2 separate regions of the Mus musculus genome follow, and region 2 is linked to region 1. The links are chromatin contacts, called in public promoter capture Hi-C maps. All regions are on one chromosome and are shown on one strand. Each heading gives the region's core, a stretch centred on a gene start, on an enhancer-like site or on the middle of the called end of the contact. The rest is flanking DNA. Distances are from core to core; before and after follow the strand shown. Region 1 holds the start of Plxnb2 (plexin B2). Region 2 overlaps Ppp6r2 (protein phosphatase 6, regulatory subunit 2).

What was found. Promoter capture Hi-C pulls out the DNA fragments that hold promoters and counts their contacts.
Region 2: a contact with region 1 is called in a promoter capture Hi-C map of hematopoietic stem and progenitor cells. The contact joins the enhancer-like site here to the promoter of Plxnb2 in region 1. A contact is called at or near these places in 7 of 39 promoter capture datasets (the C10 cell line, cranial neural crest, embryonic stem cells and 3 more), 4 of 115 datasets of contacts at active chromatin or transcription factors (the SCID.adh cell line, bone marrow-derived macrophages and embryonic stem cells) and 3 of 9 other capture datasets (adipose tissue, liver and pancreatic islet).

What each region holds. Positions count from the first base shown.
Region 1 is chr15:89,178,540-89,184,155 of GRCm38.p6, reverse strand. It overlaps Plxnb2 (plexin B2), which reads left to right and starts at 3,368. Exons shown (of 38, transcript NM_138749.3): 1 at 3,368-3,491. It overlaps Dennd6b (DENN/MADD domain containing 6B), which reads left to right. Exons shown (of 20, transcript NM_027081.3): 20 at 1-1,943.
Region 2 is chr15:89,236,932-89,241,799 of GRCm38.p6, reverse strand. The region is part of intron 1 of Ppp6r2 (protein phosphatase 6, regulatory subunit 2); the gene reads right to left. Among named protein-coding and RNA genes, the nearest start is that of Ppp6r2, 28 kb to the right of the region's middle. Within about 2 kb of position 1,614, at least 54 of the 459 cell types and tissues checked have an H3K27ac peak or open chromatin away from gene starts, as enhancers often do. A contact at or near this core is called in adipose tissue, bone marrow-derived macrophages and hematopoietic stem and progenitor cells, where this site is marked.

The DNA.
Region 1 (5,616 bases), core at 2,119-4,618:
CCCGTAGGCAGAGGTATCTCTTGGAGGTGCTGTTCTGTGCTCTTCCTAAAGGGCTAAAATGGCTCTGGGGACCTAAGTCTGCCAAGCTTCCCTTTCCCTTCAAGGCTCTAGCTTGTCTTCAGACCTCCCCTCCCCCCAAAGAAGCACTTTTGTCCTAGCAGTAAGAATGGGACGTGGAACACAGCCTGGTCCCTGAATGTTGGAGGATTCTGTGTTAGTTTAGCCCTGTCTCACCCATTCCTGGATTGATGCTATTGTGCAGTACTGCTAATCCTGGGTACAGCGCGTTACAATGTTACAACCTAGCATCACAACCTGGCCCTTGGGGTGGTCCAGACTGAAGTGAGGACCTGGAGCAGCAGCCAACCCTCAGCTGAGTATCAGAAACCTGTAGGTGGGTCTCCTGACCACTTAAGACTGCTCCTCTGAGGGACTGGGCCATGTGGGTTCACTGGGCAGTGTCAGTGTCAGGCAGTATCAGGGAAAAGGGGCATTCTGAGAGGATGGGCCGTACATCCTGTGATGCTTTAAAGGGCCACTAGCAAAGTAAGTTGGTTTAGAGCTGCATGGTGAGCGTTTGTTTTCTTAGAGAGCTGCTGAGTAGCATGGCCATGACCTGTTCTGGGTTCTTTGGACTCTTTAATCAAACCTCAAGTATGTACTGCCTCGCCCTTCCCCACTGATCCTGGCTAAGCCAGACACAGCGAAGGTATCCCAGTGGTAACAGGTGTCAGCACTGTGCCTAGATCTTTGCATGTGCTCAGTTGTTTACCCCTGACCTTAGCCCATGACAGCTTGTCACACTGCCCACTCTACAGGTGAGCAGACAGATGAGATAGATGGGTGAATTTACACAGTGATCTAGGTCAGTCTAATGCAGTATCCAAGGAGGTGACCTGTTAGAAAATTGAGCAAAGGCAGGTTGAGATGGAGACCTTGTCCTTAGGAAGAATGGCATTAGCATCTCCTGGAACAGTGGTGCCAGCCTCACCACTAAGAGCCTGGTCTCTAAGGGATCTTCAGAACCATGGCACCATCCTCTGTGACAGCTGGAGCTCCCCGGCTGTGGGGACTAGCCATTTGGAGTCTGCAGAACTGTGCCTTCCATGTGCCAGCCTCCTATCCGAGTGACAGGTCTAAGCCTCCTCCGTCTTAATGGCTCCACCGTAAAATGCACATCTCAAATATCACTGCAGTGTGTTTCTCGTGCTAGTTTTCACTTGACTTTCACACAGTAGGCTTCAGGGTGCCCCACCCCACACCACCCCAAGGACCTCAGCCACCATCAGCCTAGGACTCTTCATGGGAATCAGCAGACAGATTTAGAGGAGGGGCTGGTGGGGAGGTAGAAGGCTATAGACACAACAGTGCTGCTTAGGGCACAAACCCAAGGCTGACACACAGGAATGAGCAAAGTTCCAGTTTCTTCGAGGGGCTTGTCCTGGTTACTGGTAGAGTATACCGCCTGCCTGCTGGCTTCCTACCAGCTACATCCTCTCCGACTCTCTCTCTCCCAGGATGGGATCAGCTGAGTTAGTGGAGCTTCTGTCCAAAGTAGGCTCAAGCCCATCTCTTTCCATCCATGCCAAGGGCAGAGCCTGGAGGGATGTCGAGACAGATGGCTCCAAAGAGGTGCTCCCCTCCCCCCAGCCCAGAGGTCCCTTACAGTTTAGATGCCTGGAGAGTGAGAAGCTAATCCTGGAGATTGTGATTCCCAGAGCTCCCTTGTGTGGCCAGTTGGGAGAGCGCAGTGAGCCAGCATTCAGGGGATCTAAGAGGGTTGGGTGGAGGTCATGAGGCAGCCAGCCCCAGGGACAGACCGGAAGGACAGGAGGACTCTTTTACCCTCCAGCTTCCTGCCTTTTCTATTTTGAGCCCTACTCAGTTCAGAATACTGGCCTTCCCACAACTTTGTTATTAAAATATCTTTTTTTGTTATACAATACTTGTCTTTTAATATTTTTGATACAAAGTTTGCAGCTGTGTTACTGGATATTTTAGAGTTGTGTGTGTGTGTTGGGGGCCGTAGTGTTGAAATCACTGAATATTTTGGAGTCTCTTGTATGTGGGGGGAGGGGGCGGGGTTGCTGGTGGAGGGGAGAAGGTGATTCAACCAAGCCTGGCTGCTTGAGATGGGGCAAGTTCAACTTCCTTAAAGAAACAGTGAAGTCCTCAGATTTGTGAAGTTTTCAGGTTGGGGAAGACATAAGAATTGGGGCAGATCTCCAAAGCTGGGGAGATGTTGTTCCAAGCTGGCTCAGTCAGTCACGGGCACCCCAAAAGGCTCTCCACAGAGATGCCAGAGGAAATAGGAGGAAGTAGGCAGACGGTATTCAAGGAGGGCAAATCTGGAGGCTGGCGAGATGGCTCAGGGGGTAAGAGACTGCTCTTCCACAGGTCCCGAGTTCAAATTCCAGCAACCACATGGTGGCTCACAACCACCCGTAGTGAGATCTGACGCCCTCTTGTGGTGTGTCAGAAGACCGATACAGTGTACTTATGTATAATAATAAATCTTTGGGCCTGAGCGAGCAGAGATCCTAAGAATTCAATTCATAACAACCACATGAAGGCTCACAGCTAGAGTGTACTCACATACATAAAATGAATAAATAAATACATCTTTAGTTTTTTTTGTTTTAAAAAGGAGAGCAAATCTGGGGTGGAAGAGACAGCTATTCCAGGGTAGACATGAATGAGCTGGGGTTTGGGGACTAGTTCCAAACCTTGTCCTGAGATCGCCACCACAACTTCAAGGCCTGAAGTAGGAACCCTACGGTACTGTCCTACCCTATAGACATTTTGGGGGTCGGTAAGGCCAAGGGGCCGGGAAGGAGAGTAGAACATTCCATAAGGAGAACAGAGCGGCTAGGATTTGGAAGAAAGAATCAAGGTTCAGCAGCCCTCACCCTCGGGAACGGGATGAGCGCGTGGTCCCGCCTGTTGCCAATGGTGGTGCGGTTCCTTGCGCCCCGCCCATCTCCAAGAAGACACTTGAGGCCTCGATCTGGCCCAGGCGAAGCCACCCACTGGTGCCGGGCCGCGTGCGCCATTCAGTTCGGCCTGGGGCACTCCCGGGGTTGTGCCCAGCCTGAGCGAACTCCTCTGATGACGGGGCAGTGGGAGGTGCGGGGGAACTGGTGCCAGGAGACGAGACTGCAGCAGGCAGGGAGCGCGGATTGCTACTGGGCGCGAATCTCCAAGCAAAGCGGTGTGCATAAGTGGCTCTGAGCCGAGGGAAACGCGGGGTACGCTAGGGACGCCAGCCGCCCCTCCTTCCCACCCTCTACCCCTTAGTCTCGTCCCTCCCTCTCGCCCGCCCCTGTCCTCCCCGCCCTCCTTCTCCCCTGGCGGGGGCGGGGCCGGCGGCTCCCGCGCGCTCCGGCCCCTCCTCGGCCACACAAAGGCCCGTCTCCATGGCAGCCGCGCGGGCCGGAGCGCAACGCAGAGCGCGGCCCCGGCGCCATCGAACGACGGCTGCGGAGGAGCAGGTACGGCACTCGGGGACGGGAACTGTGGGGGCGTCGCGCAGGCCCAGGCTTCGCCGTCTCCGCCACTCGGCCTCGGCCTGCGCCCCCGGACGCGGGGGTCTTAGGGCAGTGCCGCTGCGCGGAGGGCGACGCGGGCCTGCGTCTTTGCCCCGCGTCTGTCTGTCTTTCCAATCGGCTGGGCCTGGCTGTTCCTGCCTCCCCGATTGGCGACGAGGCCCTCAGCGCTGGGATGCTGGGAGACTGTCCTGGCAGGCAGGGTTCCCACGACCCGGTGGAGCTGCACCCGACCCGGTGTAGTTTCAAACCCTCCTTCACGGCCGGCGTCCCTACCGAATCGATGGACCAGAGCAAGTCATCTCTGTCGTGCTGGACCTCCAGGCCCCAGTTCTCAAGCTAAGCTTGCTCAGACGCTGGGCTCTGCTGGGGCTTTTTACAGGGGTGCTCAACCAAAGCAGTGCCCACACCTTCTGGGACAGGGAACAAGAGCCAGAGAGAACTAACACTCAGTAGTAGTACCTGGTGAGGCCCCACGCCTCCCGGCAAGATCTCCGCAAGTTTCTAGTGTAGTTCGTTGTTGTGGTGTTTGGAGAGACACTTAGGATTCAGAGGGCTTAGAACTTGTGGGTGCTTTTACACAGTCCAGTCCTTCACTTCCATATACCTTCTTAAGGGAGATTCATTGCTTCCTCTGTTTCCTGCTGTGTGGCAGGTTTGTGTGTGGGTGGGTCCTTTCTATCTGGGGTCTTCTGAGCCTAAGAATCCTAGAGTTTCTGGCCACGTCACTTAATTCCTTTTTCTAGTTCCTTGGAGAAGGCAGGAAGGGAGATCGGATTATGGCCACCATGGTGGTGGTGGTCAGAACTGTAGCTGAAGCCAGGTCCCAAAGCCAGTGTCACGTTCTGATGAACGGAGGCCCTCGGGGGCCCTCATTTGCCTTGGGGAGTGCCCCCCTCTAACGTCTCTCTTCAATTTGTATTGATGATTTTAAAGCTGAATTTCTCAGACTGCTCACAAACACCTAGAGGGTGGGAGCTGTCAGCCTGATCCCACACCCGGATGCTGTCTTGGAACATAGGGAATGTCATCAGAAAGTTGGACTGTCGCTAGCATGAGTCCTTGCTCTTTGGTCAGGAGGTGAAGTTCCTAGGAAGGTAGAGCCAACGCGTGAGTTGTTTTGTGGAATGTGCCAAACCTTATTGTGTTGTATGGAAATTGCTCGAGAAGACTAATCACCAGGTAGACTACAGAGCCTCGGCCACCTAGTCGCTCACACCCTCCCATGGAAGTGGGGAGGCCTGAGGACTGGCCAGAGGTTTCTAGCCCCAGGATCTGAGGGAAGTTACTTAGAAAAACAAGAGTTTGGAATGTGAGTTCCCCCCTCCCCCACGGGCTGCCTGCCAAGGAGGAATTATTTTGGATTATCCAGCCGAGTCCAGCGAGTCCAGCTACCCAAAGAGCAGGCTGAAGCAGAAGGGGAGGCTGAAGCAGCCATGGGAGAGGGACCCACTTCCGGGCTGAGTTGAGAACCCCAGGAGGGCGGGGTTGAGAACTCCAGGAGGGCGGGGCTGGCAAGTCCAGGCAGCTCCACCACCTCGCTCCCATGGCTGCTCAGACCAGTCAGGGGCGGTGTAGGAGGGCATGTGTCACCTTGGGTTGGAGAAGGACCTCAAGGTCGGCTCCTTTGTTGGCCCTGCCCAACCTGGAATATGCCCAGGCTCCTCTGACAAAGCTCGTGGGGGAGGAAGTATTTTAGATCTCTCTGGACGACTCGGTTCACTTCCCAAAGTCATTCCTACTATGTTTAAGGATACCTTGGATGGGTCACACTCCTGGCAGAGACCCCTTAGGAAGCACATCCCTGAGGGCTTACTGGGGCTGAACCGCAGGCTACCTTCTTGCCTTCTCACTGACCAGAGTCTCGCTGAGGGGCTGCCCCCCTCCCTCCTCATTGGGATGCGATACTGGTCAGGACATCCTACAGGTGGACAAATAAGGTGTTCTACCAGAAGCCGTTGGGGTGTTCCTGGGTTGGCTCCAGGGGCTTATGGCTTATCCAGGAGCTTGCGTGGAGAGCACACTGGGAGGGAGAGCCCACAGCTGATGCCCAAGAGCAAGAAGCCTAGGG
Region 2 (4,868 bases), core at 365-2,864, 59 kb before region 1:
AAGAAAAGAAAAGAAAAGAAAAGAAAAGAAAAGAAAAGAAAAGAAAAGAAAAGAAATCAAGAGCCATTATTGTGATTGTCATCTTGATGGGACTGAGAAGCACCTAGGAAGCTATAAAGCACTTCCGGGTGTGTCTGAAGGCATCCAAGAGATGATTGATTATGGTGGAAAGATCTGCCTTGAATGTATTGTTGATACCATCTAATACGCTCAGGGCCTGAAAAAAGAATAGCAGAAAAAAGGAGAGGCTAGCTAAGAGCTTTCTATCTTTTTCTTTGTCTTATTCTTTCCTTCCCTCCTTCCCCTCATTCTTTTCTATCCTTCCTGGTTCCCATGACGTGAGCTGTTCTGCTCTGCCATGGTCTCCCCACTGTGAAAGAGTAAGACTGCTCAGCCTATGAAACAAAATCATCTTCTCTCAAGTTGTTTATATGGGTATTCTGTCACAGAAATGTAAAACCAACACACCAGCCGGGCTGGGACTGTGTTTCTACTGTTATAAGCACTGGATTCTCTTCTAGAGGATCTGGGTTTAATTCCCACATCCAATTCTCCAGTTCTAGGGGACCTGATGCCCTCTTCTGGTCACCACAGTCATTCAACATGCACACATGAACACATGCAGACATACACATATAAGCAAAATACTCATTTAAATTAAAATGATTCGGGGGGAGTAGGCACTGTCATGACTAAACAATAGGGTTCTTTGTATTTTGAGAGTTTTTTTTTTTTTAAAGACAGTTTATGTAGCCCTGGCAGGCCTGGAAGTGACTATGTAGACCAAGGTGGCCTTACAGAAAGTTCTTTCACTGCCTCCCTGTGCTGAATTAAAGGCATGCCCCACCATATCCAGATTCACAGTGTAAGGTTTTATTGTTATTTTGTTTTGGTTTTGAGACAGGGTATCACAATGAGGCCTTGGCTGGCCTGACATTCACTAAGTAGACCAGGCTGGCCTCACACTCAGAGATCTAACTGCCGTCCACATGCTGGGATTAAAAGTGTGTGCCACCACACCCAGCCACAATGAGGTTCTTAAGACTCCAGAGCTCATGTGATTGTTGGAGGTATTTGGAACAGCTTGGAGAAAGACATTAGAAAGACTTTAGGATGCTACAAGATGAGATTTCTATGTAATTCTGCTGGGATCTCAGAAGATCAGAATACTGACAGGGGTGTGGGAAAGAAAGAGCAATTCTATATAGAAGCAACATCTATATTAGGAACTGGATTACAGGCCACTTGTATTACATTGCAGGGGGAAAATTCGTCTATATTCTGTCAGTGAATAGAGACTGTGTGGAGGCTGGGTTTATTTGTTTGTTTGTTTTTAATATGTATGGGTGTTTTGCCTGAATGTGTGTCTGGGGATTGGATGCCCTGGAACTGGATTTATAAATGGCTGTGAGCCACCAGGTAGGTGCTGTAAGTTGAATCTGGGACCTCTGGATAAGGAGTCAGAATTCCTAACCACTGAGCAATCCCTCTAGCTCCTTGAAGGCTAAGTTAAAGGTGAACAACTAGCTTCTGGTGCAGGCCCAGGGTCTCCCAAGCCCTTTCATTCCTGTCTCTCCAGACTTCCTCTTTATACTACCACAGCCTCTCAGCAGAGGCTCCTCCACCCTACTCATTTCCTGAGGCCTCTGCCTCTTGGTTCAGATTCAGCTTTCCCTTCTGGCTTCTCCACTCCTTTGTGTCAGCCAGCAGTCCTCAAAAACTCTTTTTACCAGGGATTCCCAGTGGCATGCTGGGCTGGTACAACGAAAGGCAATTTTCACTCTCCTTCCTGTCTATCCCCGCTGCTGATCTTTCAGGGGTGTGGTGTGTGTGTGTGTGGGTTAGTCTTAGTCCTGTAGCAGCCTACCTGCAAGAGCTCCCCCCTCCTGCCGTCTCCACTCACTGAGGACTCTGTCTCTTGGTGCAGATCCCAGCCTCCCTAGCTCTTCCCTGTGGACTTATTGCTTCATTTTGCTTTGAATATTTTTTTTGTCTTATTGTTCTTTTGCTTGTTTATTTTTTTATCTTTGTTTTGTAGGAGGAATTGTATTTCTTGACTTTGTTTGTTTATTTGTTTGTTTTTTTTGTTTCGTTTGTTTCTTTGAAAATAGACAGAAAAAAACAAAACCATTAAGTTGAGTAAGTAGGATCAGAAAGGAACCTGAAGAAGACAAAACCATGATCTTAAAAAAGTGATGAATTAGCTGATTATCTAGCACAGGAAACTCACTGCATGCTGGCGTTCAGGCTGAAGCATGGATATAAGTGGCTGCGCTATCTAGAGAAGCTCACAGCATGGGTATGAGCAGACCCACGGCAGAAGAAAGGCCTGAAAGCTTTCCACTTGCTCAGCAAAGCACCCCATGGAAAGTGGGGGCCTGGGGAAGTGTGGCTGTTGGAAAGGCAGAGGTGCTTAGAAAGAAGCCAAGTACTTGGCATCAGGACAATAGGAACCGGCCACTATCACTTTAGTTGAGGCAGAAAGCTTTTATGTCTTTTGAAAGACAGCTCTAGGCATCCGACTCATGCTCAGGCACTTAGGAAAGTGTTTCCCGCACATTCAGCCGTCTAAGCACCCATGGTCCAAGGGGTGCCAGCTACTGACCAAGCTGGCGGCAGACTGGGCACTGCCCATATGATGCTCAGGGCTGGTAGTCTGAGTGCTATAAAAACAAAAACAAAAACCAGGCCGAGCAAGCCAGAAGCAGCACCACTCCATATCCTCTATATCACCAGCTCCTGCCGCCCGCCAGGCTCTTGCCCTGTGTTCAGTGATGAACTATAAGGCAGAAGTGTAAACAAAATAAAACCTTTCCTCCCCATATTGCGTTTGGTCACAGTGTTCTATCATAGCTATAGAAACTCTAAGGCATAAAATTACTGAGGCTTCCATTCTGGTTTCAAAGAAAAGTCTGGAAGGTCAGGCAATGTGTAGTAGGGTCTGGATCCCCAAAGAAAGGCCCTGGAGAGAGTGATGCTTAACTCTGTAAAGGTAAGGCCAAGATTCAATGGAGACTCCAGGAGCCAAATGTGCTGTCTCATATAGGTATTCCCAGCACTGGCAAGACTGAGGCAGGAGGATTACAGTGAGTTTGAGGCCAGCATGGATTACACAGTAAGTAATAAGTAAGTAAGTAAATAAATAAATAAATAAATAAATAAGGCTAGTGAGATGGCTCAACAGTTAAGAGCACACACTACACTTATAGAAGACAAGGGTTCAATTCCCAGCACCTACATCTGTCAGCCCACAACCACCTGTAACTCCAGGGCTATCTGATGTCTCTGGCCTTTATGAAGGCCTGCACTCATATACGTATACCTCCTTCCTATGTGCATAACTAAAAATAAAATAAAGAAATAACTCCAGAAGTCAGAGTTGTCACAAACATGGAATGTGTGCTGGGAAAACTACAGCAAGTGAACAGAGTAGCCCAAGAGAAAAAAAGGCCGGTGGTTATAACCAGCAAGGCTACAGGGGTGATAAGCTGTTCAGGACCCAGCCTTGGGAACTTACATCACACCTCACACCTGCTCCAAATGCCAGGCATGGAGCTACAGGGTTTGTGTACACACATCAATGCATGGAGCTACAGGGTTTGTGTACACACATCAATGTGTGTGTGTGTGTGTGTGTGTGTGTGTGTACATGCCATGGCATACATGGAGAGGTGAAGACAACTTGTGGTTGTCAGTTCTCTCCTTTCCACTTGTATATGGGTCCCTGGAATCAAACTCAGTTGTCAGGTTTGGCAGCAAGTGCCTTTATGCACTAAGCCATCTAGCCAAGCAAGAGAACATCTACAAGATTTAACTGTGGCCTGCCCAACTCTAGTCAGATACATCCTCACTATTCTCCAATTCCTTTCTTTTGGAAATATTTGAAAAACTTGACATTATTAAGAATCTACGCTACTGTATACTGAAAGTATGTGACTTTTTGTTTTTGTTTTTGTTTTTGGAGACAGGGTTTCTCTGTATAGCCCTGGCTGTCCTGGAGCTCACTTTGTAGACCAGGCTGGCCTCGAACTCAGAAATCCGCCTGCCTCTGCCTCCCGAGTGCTGGGATTAAAGGCATGCGCCACCACGCCCGGCTGTGACTTTTTTTTACTTTACAGAACTTACAGCTTAGAATTTTCAGAGTTTTAGAATAAGCTTTGGATTTAGAATTTTAAATAACACTGGAAAGAACTATTAAAACTACCAGACCTCTTAAAGATAGATTTGCATTATACTCTCAACATGAGACTTTTGGGAGTCAAAAATGGATTATTACAGTTTAAGGAGATGTGTTTGGATAACAAGTTGACAAGGGATAGACCTGTAGTGGTCAGAATTAGTTAAACACACTCTGGTTGTGTCTGAGTGTGTTTTTAGAGAACGTTAATTAAGTGTATTAAGACCTACACTGGAATAGACAGCACCAATTCTTACACTAGGAATACAAATGGAATAAAAGGAGAAAATGAAGCCAGGCAGTGGTGGCACACACCTTTAATTCCAGCACTTGGGAGGCAGAGGCAGGTGGATCTCTGCGTCTCTGGACAGCCTGGTCTACGGAGTGAGTTCCAGGACAACCAGGACTACACAGAGAAATTATGTCTGGGGAAAAAAAAAACGGGGTAAGGGGGGGAGAGGCGGAGAAAGAAGCAAGCTAGTATAGGTATATAGGCATTTCTCCCCCCCCACACACACTTCCTTGCCAGCACAATGTAACTACTTTTTGTTCCACCATACCTGACATGATAGATTAAAGCCTCTGAAACTGACTGTGAGCCCAGAATCATCTTTCTACCCTTGGTTTGTTTTGCTCAGCTGGTCACATTATCTGGTGTCATTATCTGGTCACACTGACATAAACCTGACAC